Linked DNA regions of Oryctolagus cuniculus: region 1 is linked to region 2. The links are chromatin contacts, called in public Micro-C maps. All regions are on one chromosome and are shown on one strand. Each heading gives the region's core, a stretch centred on a gene start, on an enhancer-like site or on the middle of the called end of the contact. The rest is flanking DNA. Distances are from core to core; before and after follow the strand shown. Region 1 holds the start of B3GNT5 (UDP-GlcNAc:betaGal beta-1,3-N-acetylglucosaminyltransferase 5). Region 2 overlaps MCF2L2 (MCF.2 cell line derived transforming sequence-like 2).

What was found. A called contact is a pair of places that touch in the nucleus more often than the background predicts.
Region 1: a Micro-C map of ear pinna shows a contact between it and region 2, with 3 times the contacts expected there. The contact joins the promoter of B3GNT5 here to the enhancer-like site in region 2. A contact is called at or near these places in 3 of 6 Hi-C or Micro-C datasets (ear pinna, psoas muscle and an unstated tissue).

Annotation. Positions count from the first base shown.
Region 1 is chr4:92,817,264-92,822,639 of mOryCun1.1, forward strand. B3GNT5 (UDP-GlcNAc:betaGal beta-1,3-N-acetylglucosaminyltransferase 5) reads left to right here and starts at 3,632. Exons shown (of 3, transcript XM_008266633.4): 1 at 3,632-3,783. The region is part of intron 15 of MCF2L2 (MCF.2 cell line derived transforming sequence-like 2); the gene reads right to left.
Region 2 is chr4:92,760,455-92,765,936 of mOryCun1.1, forward strand. All of the region lies in intron 27 of MCF2L2 (MCF.2 cell line derived transforming sequence-like 2), which reads right to left. Among named protein-coding and RNA genes, the nearest start is that of ADIPOQ, 24 kb to the left of the region's middle. Within about 2 kb of position 1,272, at least 3 of the 8 cell types and tissues checked have an H3K27ac peak or open chromatin away from gene starts, as enhancers often do. A contact at or near this core is called in ear pinna, where this site is marked.

The DNA of each region.
Region 1 (5,376 bases), core at 2,382-4,881, 59 kb after region 2:
GGGTACAGAGGGGCTGACTGACTCCCCAGAGAGCCCGTGGAAGAAGCTAGGTCAGGGGGCCGACACCGTGGCTCACTTGGTTAATCCTCCGCCTGTAGCACTGGCATCCCATATGGGCACCAGGTTCTAGTCCTGGTTGCTCCTCTTCCAGGCCAGCTCTCTGCTGTGGCCCGGGAAGGCAGTGAAGGATGGCCCAAGTGCACCCGCGTGGGAGACTGGGAAGAAGCACCTGGCTCCTGGCTTCAGATCTGCGTAGCTCCGGCACTGGCGGCCATTTGGGGGTGAACCAACAGAAGGAAGACCTTTCTCTCTGTCTCTCACCCTCACTGTCTAACTGTCAAATAAATTAAAAAAAAAAAAAAGAAGCTAGGTTAGGATCCAATCAGTGCCTCACAGCCCAGGCCTCGCGTGCACACTGGCCTGGGTGTGTCTGAATTCACAGGGTCCCTGAGGAAATCTCCTGATCCCTCTGAATCCAGGAGCAGCAAACTGGGCTGTGCAAGTGTAGCCTGACGCTAAGCTGAGGGGCTACGGTGCGTTAGAGATGAAGTCAGTCCGGCACCAAACCCGTCCTCCCTCAGGACCTGAGTTACACTGAAGCAACCCTGGTGCTCCACCATCTCCAGGTGCTACTGCATTCCTCGTTCACTGCCCTCTCCCCAGAACTAACAGTGCTCCCCCACTCTGCTCCTCTCTGCTAAATCCGTCCTTTCTCTGCCTTACCTGTCCCTTCTAAAACACACAAATTCCAACTGCTCTGATTATCATCTTCATGTTGCACTTTTTTTTCCAGTACTTTCCATATTTCTCTAGTACTCTGCTAAGTGCATTTCCGAAGATGTGATTCAAAGTCGTTTGTAAATCCAATCACAGGGTTCTCTGCTCACGAGCAGCTCTGGGGACAAGAACATGCGACACTGTCCTGGTTCTTCATTCTGGTCAGGTCTATATCAGCCCTGTCATCCCATCTTATTTCCAAGTCATCTCAGTGCTTCATGCATTCCCTCCCAATGAAAGCAAGTGAGTACTGTGCCATCAAGATGGTCATCTCTTCTCCCTTCTCTGGGGTAGAATGAGGAGCCAGCCTGTACGGGGGTGGGGGTGGGGGGTGGGGTGTATCTTCCCAGCCAGGCAAAGGGGGCGAGAGAGAGAGGGAGAGGGAGAGGGAGAGAGACACTAAGACAGGCATTCTGGGTCACTTTGTCTTCCCTGTCTCTCATCCACATTCTTTCCCTTCCTACCACCAAAAGCTCCTCTTCCCCTCATCAATCTCCTGACTTTTTTTTTTTTATTAAAGATTTATTTATTTATTTCAAAATTGGAGTTACACACAGAGAGAAGGAGAGGCAGAGAGAGAGAGAGGTTTTCCATCCGCTGGTTCACTCCCGAAATGGCTGCAATGGCTGGAGCCGTGCCTATCTGAGCCAGGAGCTTCTTCTGGGGTCTTCCTTATGGGTGCAGGGGTCCAAGGACTTGGGCCATCCTCCACTGCTATCCCAGGCCACAGCAGAGAGCTGGATTGGAAGTGGAGCAGCCGGGACTCAAACTGGCACCCACATGGGATGCCAGCACTGCAGGCAGTGGTTTTATGGCTACGCCACAGCGCCAGCCCCCTGACTTACTTTTTTTTTTTTTTTTTTTTTGACAGGCAGAGTGGACAGTGAGAGAGAGAGAGACAGAGAGCAAGGTCTTCCTTTGTCGTTGGTTCACCCTCCAATGAGCCAGGTGCTTCTCCTGGTCTCCCATGGGGTGCAGGGCCCAAGGACTTGGGCCATCCTCCACTGCACTCCCTGGCCACAGCAGAGAGCTGGCCTGGAAGAGGGGCAACCGGGACAGAATCCGGCGCCCCAACTGGGACTAGAACCCAGTGTGCTGGTGCCACAAGGCAGAGGATTAGCATAGTGAGCCGCGGCGCCGCGTCCCTGACTTACTTTTGAAACCACTTCTCTGTCTGCTGGGTCTATCTGTATTCAGGATGAACTTTTTTTAAAAAAAGATTAATTTATTTGAAAGGCAGACTTACAGAGAGGCAGAGAGAGAGAGAGAGAGATAGAGAGAGAGAGAGACTCTTCCATGCACTGGTTCACTTCCCAGATGGCCACAACAGCCAGAGCTGCTCCGATCTGAAGCCAGGAGGCAGAAGCCTCCTCCAGGTCTCCTACATGGGTTCATAGGTGCAGAGGCCAAGCACTTGGGCCATTTTCTACTGCTTTCCCAGGTCATAGCAGAGAGTTGGATCAGAAGTGGAGCAGCCGGGACTTGAACCAGCGCCCATATGGGATGCTGGCACTGCAGGCGGCGGTTTTACCCATTACGCCACAGTACCAGCCGAACATATAGTATTTATATGTGCTTATCAGTTTGGGGGTCAGCTTGCATTTCTTGTGGGTAGCCCAACGCATTTGTGTGTGTGCAACATGGGTGTGTTGACACATGGATTTCAAATGACCTGAAAGGAATATATTCATAGTTGATTATTTGCACATAAATTCACCCCACATATGAGAGACCTGGGGGGGGGGGTTAAGTGGGATTACTATCAATTTTTATTAGAGAAGCCAGCATTGTGGCCCAGTGGGTTAAGCCACTGTCTGCAACGTGGACTGCTCCACTTTCAATCCAGCTCCCTGCTAATGCACCTTGCAAAGCATGGATAATGGCCCACGTGCTTGGGTCCCTGCCACCCGTGTGAGAGACCTGGAGAAAGTTCTCTGCTCCTGGCAGTGCAGCCATCCGGGGAGTGAATTGCAGATTCCAAGATCTCTTTCTCTTAGTCACTCTGTCTTTCAAATAAATAAGTCAACCTTTTTAAAAAGAGATTTTATTAGAGAAGGGGTGTGATTAGCAGTGTGGTGACAATGAATCAGCCTATTGATGGGTGGTTGTCAGGGCCTCCCTGTGACTCACGGTAGGTAAATACCTGAGTGTGGTCCACAGCACCAAGTAGAGGGCGGCAATCCTGCCCTCTACAGGGAATCCGCGAAAAGATCTGCCCCACTGACAAAGAGGCTGAAGGCCAATTCTAGGCGTCCTTAAAGTCGAGCCGGAGACACCAACCCACAATGCAGCTTTAAACTCGGGCTAACTCACTCCTGGCCTCACTCCTTTCACACAGTAACAAACCCGAAGCGTTTTTCTTGCTGAAGTCCTGGGTTTGGCTCTTTTGTTTCTCAAATGTGTTCTAAAGCACGAACACGAAGTTACAAAACCGCTCAAAAGAGGACCCTCGTGGACCGCGGGCGTTTTGGTCTATGGGGGTGAGGGGGGACGTTGAATAGTATTTGGGGACACAGAAACCAGATAGGTCAAGGGTGTTGCTTATATTCTCTCCTCTCCTTGGCCATCGCCTGGTCCCGCGCAGCTCGCCGAGGACAAGCGTGTGGCTGGCGGCTCACGGCGGGTCATCCGAGTAAATGAACTCAGTTACCTGAAGAGGCGCGGGCGAGCACTTCCCGGAGCCCACACCCACAGGCGAGAACAAACCGGGGCGGGGCGGGCACCTTCACAACCACGGCCGGACGGTGCCGGGGGAGCCGGGCCGTGACGCTCAGGGCTGCGCGGAGCGAGCGCGCTGCGGGGAAGCTCGCAGCCGCCGCGCCCGCGCCCTCGCCCGGAGCCCCCGACTGGGCCCGCCCCCATCCGGCCGGCTCCTGCCCGCTCCCCGCCGGGGACACGCGCCGAACCAGCGCCGGCGGCCCGGCCCCCGCCCCAGGTTTAAAGCCCGCCAAGTTTTGTTCTTGGAACCCAGTGTGACTCTCGCTCGGCGGCGGGGACTCGGACGCGGTGAGTTCTGCCGGCCGCTCCCCTGGAAGGACGCCGGTCACCGAGGGGGACGAAAAGCCACCGGGAGAGCCGGCCCGCGGGGGAGGGGCCGATTTTAAAAAAGGGGCCGCGGCCGTGCAGCCCTGGTTTGCCTTGAGTTAGTGTCCTTCCTTTGTTACTTACCGGAAGCGGGAGGCTTCTGGCGAGTGACAAGGACCCCTGCAGCAGGACTCGCCTGCCCAGAGAACTCTTGCTCGAGAAAAGCAAAATAAGATGATAGGCGAACGCGCCAGTTACTCAGCGGAGAGTGGTCCCGGCGCTGAGTCGCCGCTGCTGGCGCGGGACGCACGCACCCGCAGTCCCCTGGGCGCCGCCTCTGGACCAGGGGCCCTGGGCCGCCTCCTCTCGTGGGACTGAGCCGCGACCGAGCGCACGGCCGCAAGCCCTTGTGCAGCCGCACGCATCGTGACCGGCGGGGCCCCGGTGAGGGTGGCCACGCGGCCTCCCTTCCCTTCCGGAACGAGGAATGGGGAAGTGCTAGCACGCTTGGCGGGAGCAGCGTCGAGCCCCAGCGCGGTGGGTTCTTTGTGCCGCCGACCCGAGCGGGCCGCCTCTCGGTGCTCCGCGAGGTTGCGGGCCGCGGCCGCCCGGCCTGCGCCCCGCCCCTGCCTGCCTGCCGGGCCGCCCGCCGCGCCTCCTCGCCCGGACCGCTCTCGCCACTCAGTCCCTTGTGCTCGGGCCGGGCCAGGGTCTCGGCGCGGATGCCGGGAGGCGAAGGCGCACTTGTTCACGTGGCTGGCTCCTGGACGTCAGGTTGGAATGTGCGCTGGACCGGGGACGCGCGGCGGGGGTGGACTCTCGGCCCCGGGGCGGCCCGGCGTGTGGAAGCGGGGCAGGCCCTTCTCGCCGCCGGGCAAGGCTGCCCGCCGTCCGAGGAGGGAGCCGCGATAGCTTCCCGGGGCGCCTTTGTTCGCTGCGGCCAGCCAGCGCGGGCACCGGGCGTCCTGGTCCCGGCGCCGAGCCACTCCCCAGGTGCATCAGGTGGGGCTGAGGGGACAGCTTCCCCCGTCCCGGGGAGTCCGCGATGCCGGGACCCTCCCGAACGCGGGAGCGGCGAGGCGAACGCGGCTCCGCGGCCTCGGTGTCCGGCCGGGGATTCCAGACTCGCCGCCCCCGCCCGGCTGCGGAGCGGACTCCGAGCCGAAAGGAGGAAACTGGCTGACGGGGAAGCTCGCGGCGAGTTCCTGCTGGGGAAATGCAAACGGGGAAGTGGACTGGAGGGGGCAAGCGAGCAGCGGCTGCTCTTGGCTTCGCTCTGCGGAATCTAACTTCGCATCTTAAGGCGCGGTCGCTTGCTTGCTCGGGGGCCATACAAGTTGCATTTGTCTCTGGCCACACTATCTTTTTTCTTTTCCAGTGTTGGTTTTCGATGGGCACGGGTCGTTTTAAAGGGCACCGAAGTTGCAACCGCAGCGGTGGCCGGTGGCTTGTATTTAGGCTAATTCTCTAATGAAAGCACAGCCATTAGGACTGGATTTGTTCCTGCGCGCCTTTATTTTGGGAAACCTTGCCCGGTCCCTATGGGGGAAGGGAGAGTGGAATGGGAGAAGCTGA
Region 2 (5,482 bases), core at 22-2,521:
TCTGTCCTACAGGGGACAAAGCAGGAGGGCGCCATGGGGTGTGGCCGGGAGAGTGACAGGAGACAGCTGCACCTGCTGGCCCTCACGTGTCCCCTCCCCCCAGGGCCCTAGGCTCCCCGCAGCAGACGACAACCCAGCACCCTGAATCCTCTCCGCTCCTGGAAGACAAAATTCTCAGAGCCTGCGAACCTCAGGGGATGTCCTACAGTGGGAGTCCTGTTTCCCAGGGTAGAGAGTGCGGCTCCCAGGTGCCCCACCAGTGCTGTGGGCACAGCGGGCCTTGCTCAGGGGCCCCAGGCCAGGACCCGAGTGTGCTGATCCCTGGATGGTGGACCCTGGCCCAGGCCTCTGCAGGTGCAGCTTGCCGGCTTCCCAGGTCTTCGGTATCGCCCCTCAAGGGCCCACGTGTTAAAGACCTGGTCCCCCAAATCTTAAGTTAATGATACAGTGAGGGTGGCACTGAATGCAATTACGGCATGGGTGGGGGAGCCTTGAGAGGGGGTTGGGGTAGAGCAGGTCATCAGGATGCAGCCCCCAGAAGAAGGTCCTGGCAGCACTCCATCTCACCACGGGATGCCCTGTGCACCCCTGGACCCTGGTGGCAGAAACACGGCTCCCAGCTGCCCAGCCAGAGGGGCGGAACCAGAGGCAGAAGCTAAAATCAAGCAGGGGCTGATCTCTGAGAGTGGGTTTCCTTATCTGTTAAGTGGAGACACTAATATCTCTTTAGCAGTGCTGTAAGGATGAGCAGAAATGCTGATAAAGTAAAATGCCTGATGACTCACAGGAGTCCAGCAACCAGCGCTTGATAATACCCAGCGGGTTGCTGGGAACAGCCCGGGGCACCCCAGGGCTGCCGCTACTACTCAGGTCTGGAGGAGGTCAGTCTGCCCCCGTCTGCATTCTTGGAGAATGCCTGGGATGCCTCTGGTCCCGGCCAAGGTGCGCGGGCTCTGAGAACCAAGGGAGTGAAGTCCTCTCTGTCCCTAGTGGCTGAGCTTTATAGTTTACGTTACATAACCCCTAACTGGTTCAGGAGTCCAGCTTTAGCGTTTCGTGTTTAGAATTCTAAGCTTTTCTTTTGCTTAAACAAACTGAATGAACGACAAGCGAACCCTTAGTGAACTTAAATGATCCTCTTAGGAAGACACTGATTTGGTAAATTAGATTTAGAAGACGAAATCATGGCTTTCCCCCTGCTGTCCACTGGATGGCGCCATGGGACCGCCGTGGAGCCTGCTCATTTGGCAGCAGTTCGGAAAACTCAGCTGTTAAGTGGGCAAACGGCACTTCTCTGCTTTTTCTCTGATCTTCACAGTTACACACCCTTTGAAAGCACATCCCTAGCATGTGCATCTTTTCCACTTTGGGGCAGGGAGCGGCCACAAACAGGATGCCTAAGCCCCGGGGCAGGGCGTTGCTTCCTTCCTCTTTGAAAGAACTGCTGAGGGTGCTGTGCAAACAGGGCCGCCCCTCACTGACCCCACAGCAGAGCCACGTGGAAGGAACTCCGCTTTGTAATGCAAACAGGAAAATGGAATTTAAGCACAAAGAAGTAATGCATCCAGAGGGGTGCTGTGGCCCGTTTGGGCCCATAGTCATCAGGCAGTTGCTAATCAAGCCCCAACTCTGGTCCATTCTGAAGGCAGCTCTCCAGAGCTCCTGACAAGAGACAGCTCCAGAACGCTTCCAGCAGCCGAGGTTGGGTTGCGGCCTTCTGCTTGGTGGCCCCTGGGGTCGACTTGGAGATGTACGTGGTTCCATAGCTGAAGTGTCCATTTCGTTTGCTCTGGCTGAGAAGTAGCTTGTCCAACGAATCGCTTTCAGATTCTGCATATTCTCAGGGTATGTGTGTGTGTGTGGGATGTGTGTGTGCATTTTCTGTTGTCAGAGTCGTTGCTAGCTTCCAGGGCAGCCTGGGCCAGGTGTCTTGTACTTCCAAGGTGACTGCAACAGCTGGGAGCCCACCTCTTAGCGCCCAACCTTGCCATTTCACCAGATAGTTAATGGGAGTTTTCCAACTTTAGTATGCCTCTAATTATTAAAAAAAAAAAAAAATCACACTGGGAGTCAGTGCTGTGGCTCTCTGTCTCTCCTTCTCTCTCTAGAATTCTGCCTTTCAAATAAATAAATACATCTTTTTTTTAAAAAATTACACAATTTTGTAGACAAAGTCTGGAAGATATTCACAGTTTTCATAACTGAATATGTCTTATTTGCATTTTTCTGGATTTTTAAAATACATTTATTTAGTAAGAGAAAGAGTAGGAGAGAGAACGATCTTCTGTCTGCTGGTTCACTCCCCAAATGGCCAGAAGGGCCAGGGCTGGCTTGGACCAAAGCCAAGCCTTGACCTCCCCCTGGATGTGGGTGGCAGGAGCATCTTCCACTGCTTACCCAGGTCCGTTAGCAGGGAGCTGGCTCAGAAGCAGAGCAGCCGGGACCCAAACGAGCGCTCTGGCACTCTGATATAGAATGCCAGTATCGCGGGCGGCAGCTTAACCTGCTGTACCACAATGCCAACCTCTGGATTTTCTATATTTTTTACAACCTATAATATGTACATTCCTTTTTATGATCAGAAAAGGAAAGTTAAACTAGTTTCCTTGTGGAAACTGACATTTGAATAAAACCAGTTGGTTAGTTACCTAAAATCATCCACCATCTCACCAGAAAGGATTCTGCTAGAACTTATTTTCATTAGAATATGAGCATGGGATGGAAGATCGCTCTCTCTCTGTAGCTCTGCCTTTCAAATAAATATATAAACATTTTTAAAAATATAAACAGAGTGCATGAAATCATTTTGAAAAACAAGAAAATAAAAATAATAATGAAATCATCTAGGTTCCAAAGGAAATGCCACCAAAATTGGCAGAGATACCCCTCCTGCATAAGACAGTCCCTAGGTCACCTCCAAGGTCACCTCCAAGACCCTGAGGGACAGACAGGGGAGCTGCAACGAGGCCTGCAGGGGCGCCCACAGCTCTCCAAGGTCCACAAGAAGAGGCTCTTCTGATACGATGGTCATTCTTACCTCATGTATCTTCCCCACAGCCAGGACTCTGCACATCACAGACAAACCTAACTTCAGAATTCAAACTTTTCCACACAATCCAAGCCAGGAACCCACTCCTTCATTCTCACTGTCAGCTGCCGGAGAGGGGGTTTGGTTCCCCAGTAGCACCAGAACCTGCAAACCCACCTGAGCCAGGCCTGTCCTGTCAGGAAACTGCATGGGTCCTCCCTATGCCACCCGGGCCCTGTCCCCATCGGCGTGAGCAGCCCTGTCACTGTGTCCTGCAGGTGCCTTCCTGGGAGCAGGCACTGGTGCCAATCATTACAAGGAGGTGGACAGGGGTGTGTGTGACGAGCAGGTGACCCACTAGGATACCGCTCAACTCTCTGTCCAGGTGCCGCCGTGAGTGGGCGTGTAAAAAAGCCATCAGCTGCTGAGAGCTGGGGACACCCAGTACGTGGCCACCACCGGAAGTGCCAAATGGGGTGGGCGTGGGCATGTGTGGTGTGTTTCTAGAACGAGTGGGAGGGAGATGGTGGCTAACAGGACTCTCCCTGCACCCTCTTGTAGAAGTTGTCCCCCTTGGGAACTGAACCCACTCCAGACCCACGGAGACTGAAACTGCAGGGGTGGGGGGCACAAACTCCCCGGGGGTCACTAGGAGTGAGGTCATAACTTCTCCATTCTCTTGCCTCCCACACTCATATACATTCTGCCTACTGGGGCACAGCGCCACAAAAATAGCTGTTGCATTAAGGTACCCACTGCTCCCTGAAGGACAGCATCCCCACAGTGCCATGTTCAAACCGTGGCCCCCCCTCGCCACCAAGAGGCTGTCCCAGTCCACTGTGAAGCCGGCAGCTTCTGAATGGGGTGGGTCTGTGTCCCTTGTCCACGGTGAGTCCTGTTTTGCCTCAGAGAGTCTCTTGATGGAAGCAATGTTGTACAACTGATCACACACTGCACTTCCCAGCCTGCGGGGTCTGATGAAATCGCCGTGGCTCAGGGCTGGCTCCATCTCCACGCTGGGCAGCCCACCCCGCTGGGCCCATGCATGGCCTCCAGTTCTGCCACCAAGGCTTCTCTGTTTATGAGCCCAAGCTGCCGGCACTGAGGCGCCAAGGCGGAAGCTGGCTGACGTTACCAGCCGAGGCATCCAGTCGGCCTGATCGCTTTGTTACGGATCTGCATGGATCTCCTCTGGGAAGCGTTAAAGCATCAAAGGTTCTTGCTTTTTATTCATCTGAGTCAGAGAGAGAGAGAGAGAACGCGCGCCCCCCAACTGCTGCTTCAGCCCCCAAATGCCCAGAAGGGCCAGGGCTGGGCTATGGCCGGATCCGGGATCTGGGAACACAGTCCAGGTTCTTCCACCTGAGCAGTCGGAGTTCACTGACTTGAGCGTCCCTGCTGCATCCCAGCGTCTGCACTGAGCAGGCACCTGGAGTCAGGAGCGAGCAAGCCCGTGTGAGATGCGGGCGTCTGAACTGCCGGGCTCAGTGCCCACTCCCTGCCTCCAGTTCCTTACACTTCAAGCGCCTTCCTGTGGGTCGGAGTGCCTCTTCCTCGGTCAAACCATTTGCAGTCTGATCCCGCTTCTAGTTCTGCAGGGCGTCAGGAAGAACAGCAGGGACGAACCCTGGGACGGGCAGACATGGTCTCGCGTGCCTTATTTGAGTCTCAGGGGCCGGGGAAAGAGCTGTTGTCCCACACAGAGGAGTGGGCCACGGCTGCCAGCCCACAGGGCCAAGGGACTGCACCCCGAGTTTTGGGGCCCCTCATCTTCCCTCTCAGGGCCTGGCCTTGCCTGCTCGCCGAATGGCACCAGGAGCCCCCTGATGCAGGTGGCAGGTGCCTCAGCTGAGAATTCACCTTCTTGTAAGTGCTGCCATATGCTCTTCTGCTCACTTTGTCCTGTGCTAACAGGAGACAGGGGCTCAACACTGGCAAGGAGACCCTTGGACCCCTTGTGGCACTTACACTGGGGACTAATCTGAGCCCGTCACTTTCTCTCTTCCATGCACCAGAAATGCTTAACGGACTCCCACTTCCACCATCCTGACAGATGCTGCTCTCCCCACCTCTCCCGGATGCTACAGACGCTGCACGGGGGGCCGCATCCCTGTCCGCCTTACAGACCCCGAGTCAACCCCAAGTGAAGGTCTTAGCAATGAACCTGCTAGAGCAGGCCAGGGACCCCGACTCTCCATGCTCCTCCTGACGCCAGCGAGGGGGCCCTCACCGCCTTTGGCCAGCAAGGGACCCAACACCAGAATTCCGTCCTTTCCAGGGCCTCTGCTGCTGCTGTCTTACATCAGGTGCCCAGATGCAAGTTGTGCAGATTTGTTGAGAGGACTTCCAGATGAAACCGGGGAGGCAATGACAGCAGGGAGAGAGAGAGGCAAAGACACGGACTAGGGGAGCACAGATGGCACCCTAGGTTTGCCATCTTTAGTTGAGAGGCAG